Regions from separate parts of the Mus musculus genome. Here regions 2 and 3 are each linked to region 1. Evidence: chromatin contacts called from public HiCAR-type and promoter capture Hi-C data. All regions are on one chromosome and are shown on one strand. Each heading gives the region's core, a stretch centred on a gene start, on an enhancer-like site or on the middle of the called end of the contact. The rest is flanking DNA. Distances are from core to core; before and after follow the strand shown.

Region 1 (2,755 bases), core at 190-2,689:
CCAGGTTGGTCTTAAAGTCCTGCCTCTGCTTCCCAAGTGCTGTGTGTGCCCCCACGCCCAGCTTGATCTTTTCTGAATCACAACTGATTCTTAATCCCCTGATGATCACTATTAATTGTTCCGGCAAAACAAAGGTTTTACTTTAGAGGTTCTGGCCTCTCATTACTCAGACAATTCTTAAACTCCAGCTGACCAGAATCATATATTCTTAAAGCACACAAATGGCCCTTTAGAGTCTTTGCTTCCCTCTGAAACTTCACAAGCCACCACCTTCACCAATTCTGCCACTCTTGTCTTCCCCACAGAACAGCCCACTGATCTCTGATCACCCGATAGCTTTTTTAGCTCAAATTTCCAAACTTCACAACCCTCCCAATACCACCCGGGCAGGTCTGTAATGGCAATAGTCCACTCTCTGAATGCTCAGAACCAAACGTGGGTCCTCTGCATGAGAGGAACATGCTCTTAATCACCATCTCTCTCTACCTCTATACTTTCTTGCCACAGCTTCTTAGCTTGCTAAGAAGTATTTTAATACATTTGGTTCATGAGATTAAAATTAATAGGAACAACATAATAACAAAATCAGTGATATAGTATCATTACCATTAATAAACAGAATTGCAACCACATCTGTCCCTTTGTCCCAGCCCTCTTGTGTTTAGTCATTCCATTCCCCACTATGGATTAGCTGGGTTAAACACTTTTTTCTCTTCAAACACAATTGGAATAGCATTTTTCTTTTCTTCTTTTCTTTTCTTTTCCTTTCTTTTTCCTCCTTCTCCTCTTCTTCCTCTCCTCCTCCTCCTCTTCCTTCTCATCTTCCTCCTTTACCTCCTCCTCCTCTTTCTCTTTCTCGTTCTCCTCCTCCTCCTTCTTCTTCCTCTTCCTTCTCCTCCTTCTCTTCCTCTTCCTCCTCCTCTTCCTCTTCCTCCTCTTCCTCCTCCTCTTTTCCTCCTCCTCCTCCTCTTCTCCTCTTCTTTTTCCTCCTCTTCCTCCTCCTCTTCTCCTCCTCCTCCTCCTCCTTCTTCCTGTATCTCTGCCTGACATGCCAGTCTCTCGGGTGTGTGCTCAGCTCACACAGGCCAGTCCTTGGGATGAATGGTCAACACACAGCAGCCATCTGAGACACCTTCTCATGGACCTTAGCTCAGCCTGCTCCAGGGACTTCAACACCTACTTTGCCTTGCCTCAGTCAGGGAAATGACTGCTCTCTCTATCTTGCTTCCTTACTTTCCCTTACTTAGCTTGATACCATGGACAATATAACATTTAGCACACTATTTATAGGTATGTCTTCCTGTGCTTTACTGGGGTGAACAGCGGAAAGCCTTTGTCTTATTTGTGTAGTAAGGATTTTAAGACCTCTGGTTCTAACTGTGTGAGTGTGAGTCACATGTCTAAACATTTTTGGGTCTAGGTTTCACCCTTGAAACAATGGGACTAAGAATAATCTCTGTGTCATAGACGAGGAATGAGGAGCAAATGAAGTCATAGACTTAGCAGGGAGTCTGATACACAATAAACAGTGAGATGTGTTCAGAAAGGAAGTATGCCAGAACAATTCTTCACTGGTTCAAAGGTTGAACATTTGGATCAAAACTTTGAAGTAGTAATAAGTGACCTGGTCACAAACATTGATTTAGAAGGACAAATGGACAAAGAACATGACCAGATGCAAGGATATGATAAGTCACTTCTTTAGGTCTGGGGATCAAAATGCCATTAAAATACTATTAGTCTTCCTGAGTTTCAAGGTTTTCTCTTTCTTTCTTTCTTTCTTTCTTTCTTTCTTTCTTTCTTTCTTTCTTTCTTTCTTTCTTTCTTTCTTTCTTTCGTTCAGCTTTCTTTTTTTCTTTCTCTCTTTCTTTCTTCCTTCCTTCCTTCCTTTCTTCCTTTCTTCCTTTCTTTCTTTCTTCTTTCGTGTGTGTGTGTGTGTGTGTGTGTGTGTGTGTGTGTGTGCTATGTGCATGCTGTGACTTTATGCACTGGTGCCTCACTCAGTGGGAAGCTCACTGTTTCTGCTAGACTGGCTCACCACTGAGTACCTGGTACACACATGTCTCCATCATCTTTAATTGAGAGGTTACTAGCATGTTCTAGATTTTCATGGTCAGAGTCCTCCTAGTTGTCATGGAGTGGCATTAAACTGTCTCCACACCTAGCCCCAGGGGAATGCTTGTAACCCAGGTCTCAGTCATCCTCATAAACCATAAAGAACAGAGGCCACAACAGTGAGACTCGGGAACATTCTCTACTACATGATCTAAGAAGAGGCAACTGAGACTAAACATAAGACAATGCCCTGGTTCTCCGGAGGCTCTTTTGGTGCACATAAGATTTCATGCTGAAGTCAACACAATCGAAGGCTTTGACACAACACAAAAATGACCAGGTGGTACTGATATGCAGAGCCTGAATGGTGGTGTGCCAGAGCTAACCTACTCCTCTCAGCTTCTGTGAGTCAATAAATCCTTTTTGTGACTAAGCCAGTTTGGGTTGGGTTTTTTTTTTCCCCCTGTGTTTGCAACTAAATAATCCCAACAGACATCCATCAAAGTACCCTTCCCCAATGGGAGCCTCACACTTTGATTCTGTAAAAAAGATAACTGGTTTCTTTAGCCAGCTCCACTGTGAACGAACCAGGCATGTTAGAGAGTACTGTGTGGGTAAGGGATGCTATCTTTCCTTTGGGGGTGCCTGCGGTTCACATTTCTGAATGGGCCAGAAACGCCTATAAATTTCACCTGTTGAC
Region 2 (2,700 bases), core at 199-2,698, 320 kb after region 1:
AGCTCCACTTTGAAGGCTGCACCCTTCTCTACACTGAATGCCACCTGTGCCTATATCACTGTCGAGAGGGCCACACCTAAGAGTAACAATCAGAAAAAATGCTTCACTTCCTAGTAGTTATGCATTAAATGCACCCTAGAGAAACATTTTAATAACTGGGGTGTAACTCAAAGAGAGTTCACAAGATGCACTGGTGCCGAGGTGAGAGGGGGGCACAGGACTGTGACCGAAGGGGACCATCAGCATGGGCAGAAGCTCGATGCCACTTGCAAGCAGCTCAGAGCTGGCAAGCACTGTTGGGCCTCTGGCCCATGCTCCTCTTCACAGATGAAAAAAGCCCTTATATAAGTTAATGGAACCTAGATTAAAGTTTGAATGGCAAACAGTTCCCTGAATGGACAGGCAACTGTAAGGAATGAGCAGGGATGAAGGCGGGCAGGGGCTCACATCAGCTCCACCTTGGTCAGAGACCAGGCCATGAAGCACAGCTTCTTCACCAAACAGAAGCACATTCCTCTCAAGGAACTCCATCAGAGCGCACGGTTAGGAACAGCGGGTAAGAGGACCAAGTGGGGACTGCTGGTCATTTCCCTGGGAATCAACAGGCAGGTCTAAACAAGTAAACAGCACAAAGAACCAGCAGTGAGCTGAGAAGGTAGCTCCTAGCCTTGGCCCAGCACGGACAAAACCCTGGGCTCCATCCCGAGTGCCACGAGATTTCTAAATCTTTTTGAAATTAAAGACATCAAAATCAGCACTAAGAGCAACAAATACACACGAAGGCAATAGGAGTTAGAAATCCTTGAGCTGTAAATGATGTCATTCTAAGTTAGTTTTTATTGGACAGTGTCACACTGATGTTCTACTTAATGCAGATTCTAGAAATTCTAGAAATTCTCGGGCCTTTGTGCCCGAGCTTTAATGCAGTACCACAGTGCAGAGGTTTTATTCACAGGCACAGATCAGAAACCTATCCAGGAAAGGGACGAATTCAAAACACCTTTCGGATGCAAATAATTCCTCTAGTTCAAGCCCTCGGACAGCAGAGCTCTTCCCTGAATGTCCAGCACACTTTGGCAAGTATGAAGTTTTGTAGGGTGTTTGCCCGTGAGATACTGAGGATTTCCGGGCTCCCTGCTAGCTCCACTGTGGGTGGCTTGCTCAACTTCTCTCCTTTACCTCCAAAGGTCCTGAAAAGAACTGGCAGAGACTCTGCATGGAGGGAAGTATACATCAGTTTCCCAAGGCATGCCCTGCCGCTGGAACACAGTGTATCACCACCCTCCCCACAACCCAGAAAGAGGCCACTCTGTCACCAAGGAGACAGTACTATCAAGACAAGAACGGAATCCACATGGTGATAAGTGAACACACAGAAGATAAAGGGTTCGCTGCTGAGCCTGAATTCAAACTGAAAGTACTAAACAGAGCCCATGGGCAGCCACCTCCCCACTGGCAACACAGCCTTCAACAGCCAACTTGGAAAGAGGCAAGTCCAGTGGGGCCAAGGCTTGCCTTTGGGCAAGGCATCTCTCCAGATGACAAACATCCAGATAAAGAAATCAGGAAGTGCCTCCAAATCACAACATCAGAACCTCAGTTCATCACCAGGCAGCTTCAAATCTGCCTCCTGGACTAAGCGGGGCCCTTCCGGAACTCTCTGGCCAAGATCACATTTTCCTCCACGTTAATGTCCCTGGGCACTGTGGGGTACGCTACGGTTGTGCTCCCTAAGCCAGCCATGTGTTGCCTTTTAAAATCATTAAAAATAAATGAATTTTAAAATGCAGTTCTGACTCTTAAAAACCACATGAATTCAAGTGTTCAAGGGCTACTCATCAGACAGGGCAAAGATGTAACACCTGTGGCGGTGCAGAAACCCACCGACAAAAACGCTACCCACTGCTTCCTGAAGGTCCCGTTGGAGAAAGACCATTTTGAATAGTGACAATCTTGGTCACGAAAGTTTGTATTGATTCAAAGGCCAATATCATCCCCTGCGCTATACTATGTGGTATTTTTCTATATGTTCATTTTAACTACACTTTCAACCTACCACATCTCTCCTTCCTCAATTTCCTAACACAGATTTCCATTTTGATCATTTTAGGAATAATTCTGAACTGTACAGAAAATTATTTAGAATGGTGGTGTTCCTTTTGAAGGCATGGATTAGTCCAAATAATGTATTAAAAATAAACCTGGGAGCTAGAAGTGGTGTGGCTCACACCTTTAATCCCAGCATTCAGGAGGTAGGGGCAGGTGGAGTTCACTGTGAGTGTAAGGTCAGCCTGGTCTACTTATCCAATCCCAATCCAGTGCTACTGAGTGAGAGCCTGTCTTAAAAACACCACCACAGAAGTAAATAAAGGAGTGAATAAACAAACAAGGTATGAATGAGAGACTGGTCATGCAACTTCACATGGAGGGCACGCTTAGTAAATATATGACCTTGGATTTGATCCCCAGAACCATAAAGTGAGTTTTAAACCTTAACAATGATTGCAGGGACGGCGTGTATTTTTTTTCACCAGATAATAACCAATCATGATGATGTAAGACATCCGACACCCTGCATATCCAACACTCAACCAAACAGATGTGGCCCTGTCCCCAGGCAGCCAGCTGCTCTAGTAAATCCCCTGGAGGATTCCGAACTCGCTCAGTTTGCTGGGCTGTCTCAGGTCTGTCTAGACCTAG
Region 3 (2,700 bases), core at 161-2,660, 400 kb after region 1:
CCCAGGGAGGGAGGCAACACTGCACATTTCTTTCTACTTTTGTGTATGTTCTGTTTCGTTATAAAAAGTTCATGAGGCCATTTGAAAGTCCAGTACTTCCCTATGTGGCGAGACAGTGCAGACATGGGTCCTGAGGAAGGCTGTTGGTGAAGCCCAGAGCATCTGAACGACCATCTTCTTGAAGAGGAGCAGGAAGCTTTTCTGATGAAACTTCACGGTGCTGGGGTTGTGTCTAGCTGTGGCCTACTAACTTTGTCACCTTGAGCTCATCTCTTACCTCCAAAGAACTCCAAGGCCAGCATCCTCCATCCTTACCTACCTGTGAGGCAGAGATAGTAATTGTGCCAACCGTATAGAACTCATTGTGCCAAAGGAAGCCATGCACAAACCCACCATGCTCCACCCAAGACAAAGTTAAATGTCCAATGGCAGTGTGGGTGTTTTATTTCCCAACAGAATGGTCACAAGAAATAAGGACATAGAGCCAGGTATGGTGGTGCTTACCTTTAATTTCAGCACCCTGGAGGCAGAGGCAAATGTTTGTGAGTTCCAGGCCAGCCCGATCTATAAAGTGAGTTCCAGGATAGTGAGTTCCTTTTTTCCTGTCTAAAAAAGTAGAAAAAAAGAAAGAAAGAAAGAAAGAAAGAAAGAAAGAAAGAAAGAAAGGAAGGAAGAAAGGAAAAGAGAAAGGAAAAAAGAAAGGAAGGAAGGAAGGAAGGAAGGAAGGAAGGAAGGAAGGAAGGAAGGAAGGAAGGAGAAATGAGGACAGGTCTAGAGTGTATAGTGCGACAGAAAACTATTGGAAGTGGCAATGGTGCCCCGGTGGAATGGAGGAATCTAAGGTCTTTGTCCACTGAGGTCATCTGGAGGTCAATGATGACATCATCATGTTCGGCTCATGATGATGTGTAGAATGCAACCAGAGAACAGATAATTAAGCAAGAAGCGCCAGTGGCAACGGGAACAGTGGAAGCTGTGTGCTTCCTTATTTGGATACGAGGAACTTGGGCAGCGAAGACAAGGGAGCCCTTTTGCAGAAGGATGGGAGTTGAGGGGCAGGAGACACTGTCCTCAGCTAGGTAGAGATGGGAGATGTCCAGCAGCCTGCTCCAAAACTCTGGGAGATTGGAAAAAAAAAATCCAGAGAGAGTTAAGGAAGGGAGCTGGGTTTCTGAGGTCTTGGTGGAAGGTGTCTGATGTTAGAATCAGCTTCATACAACAAGGATGGCCAGAGCAGCACAGGGTGGGCCCCCTTAGTGTCAAACGGGCAGGCAGGTGGCAGTCTATACCCTCTGTACTGTTGAGAAGAATGTTCTGTGGCCTTTGAAGTCACCTCCTTTATGTGACAGGAAAAGGGTGAGAATTAATCGCTTCTCTGAGTGGGCCGTGGTGGAATAGAGCCCCCCAGCTGCTGGAGGTGGAACTGCAGCTGTCTGATACTAGCGCTGGAAGAGAGCCCAGCCCCCAAAGCTAAGGGGAGACACAGCTCAAAGAAAACACAGCCTGCGACAGGCAGAGGCCCCATGGAGTGCTAGAACGGGAAACATTTTTTGTAAACACTGTTCTCTTCTCTCTACTCATCGCCTTTATTTCCACTCTACCTCATACCATGTCTGTCTCATCCTGATGTTAAGGCCAAAGAGCCGGTTAAGACAGGAAAACCTGTATCTGGAAACGTATTCACCTGCTTTGTGCTAAAATGCTCCAGAAGTATGGAGCGTGGCCTTCTGATAAGGGTAAGAGTTGGGAAGGATACATTGAAATCTACATTTGCCTACCCCACCCCTGTGCCTGCCCCTCTTTTCCTCTGCCCCTCCCTGAAAACCGAAGAAAAACATGCATGCTAATTGAACCCTCTGAGCTACACCCCCCACTCTTTTTACTTCTTAATATTTTGAGACATCTCACTAAGTTGCCAAGGCAGGTGTTGAATTTTGACTTTTAGTGTCTTAGCTTCCCCTCTATCACAGATCTGGAATTAAGACATGGCATAGGGACTCATTTGAAAAGCACTCTTGGGGCTGGAGAGATGGCTTAGAGGTTGGCTAAGCCATCTGAACTGACTGCTCTTCCAGAGGTCTTGAGTTCAGTTCCCAGCAACCACATGGTGGCTCATATCCATCTTAATGGGATCTGATACCCAATTCTAACGTGTCTGAAGACAGCGACAGTGTACTCATATACATAAAATAAATAATTCTTAAAAAAAAAAAACCAAAGCCCACTCGAGCCTTGAATTTGTGTGGGGCTGGGATACATTGTTTTTCTGCCAAGGCTTAGTGAGGCTGTATCTATTATCCCAGCTGTGGAAGCTGAAGCAGGAGGATCACTTGAACCTCTAAGTTGGAGACTAGCCTGGGCAACATAGTGAAAACTATTTCATAAAACAAAACAACAATAAATGTTCTTTTTTTGTGTGTGTGTGTGTGTGTGTGTGTGTATTTGAGTCAGGGTTTCTCTGTGTAGCCTTCCCTGTCCTGGAACTCACTCTGTTCACTAGGCTAAGTTCAAACTCAAACCAGCTGCCTCTGCCTGTCTCTGCCTCCCAAGAACTAGAATTAAAGCCTGTGTCACCATCATCTGCCTCAAAATGTTCTATTTTTAAAAAAGATTTATTTATTTATATGTAAATACACTGTAGCTGTCCTCAGACACTCCAGAAGAGGGCACCAGATTTCATTATGGATGGTTGTGAGCCAC

Evidence for each region. HiCAR-type assays count read pairs that join an accessible place to other places. Capture Hi-C pulls out chosen DNA fragments and counts their contacts.
Region 2: a contact with region 1 is called in a promoter capture Hi-C map of adipose tissue. The contact joins two enhancer-like sites. A contact is called at or near these places in 1 of 15 datasets of contacts at CTCF or cohesin (large pre-B cells), 2 of 484 Hi-C or Micro-C datasets (bone marrow-derived macrophages and nephron progenitors), 2 of 115 datasets of contacts at active chromatin or transcription factors (embryonic basal ganglia and embryonic stem cells) and 2 of 9 other capture datasets (adipose tissue and liver).
Region 3: a HiCAR-type map of Th17 cells shows a contact between it and region 1, with 11 times the contacts expected there. The contact joins two enhancer-like sites. A contact is called at or near these places in 2 of 484 Hi-C or Micro-C datasets (bone marrow-derived macrophages and immediate neuronal precursor) and 3 of 115 datasets of contacts at active chromatin or transcription factors (T-cell acute lymphoblastic leukemia, Th17 cells and regulatory T cells).

The regions. Positions count from the first base shown.
Region 1 is chr4:9,066,750-9,069,504 of GRCm38.p6, reverse strand. No RefSeq gene overlaps it. Among named protein-coding and RNA genes, the nearest start is that of Gm50597, 53 kb to the left of the region's middle. Within about 2 kb of position 1,439, at least 55 of the 459 cell types and tissues checked have an H3K27ac peak or open chromatin away from gene starts, as enhancers often do. A contact at or near this core is called in Th17 cells, adipose tissue and bone marrow-derived macrophages, where this site is marked.
Region 2 is chr4:8,746,044-8,748,743 of GRCm38.p6, reverse strand. The region is part of intron 1 of Chd7 (chromodomain helicase DNA binding protein 7); the gene reads right to left. Among named protein-coding and RNA genes, the nearest start is that of Gm46841, 30 kb to the right of the region's middle. Within about 2 kb of position 1,448, at least 21 of the 459 cell types and tissues checked have an H3K27ac peak or open chromatin away from gene starts, as enhancers often do. A contact at or near this core is called in adipose tissue, where this site is marked.
Region 3 is chr4:8,665,566-8,668,265 of GRCm38.p6, reverse strand. No RefSeq gene overlaps it. Among named protein-coding and RNA genes, the nearest start is that of Gm8273, 19 kb to the right of the region's middle. Within about 2 kb of position 1,410, at least 126 of the 459 cell types and tissues checked have an H3K27ac peak or open chromatin away from gene starts, as enhancers often do. A contact at or near this core is called in Th17 cells and bone marrow-derived macrophages, where this site is marked.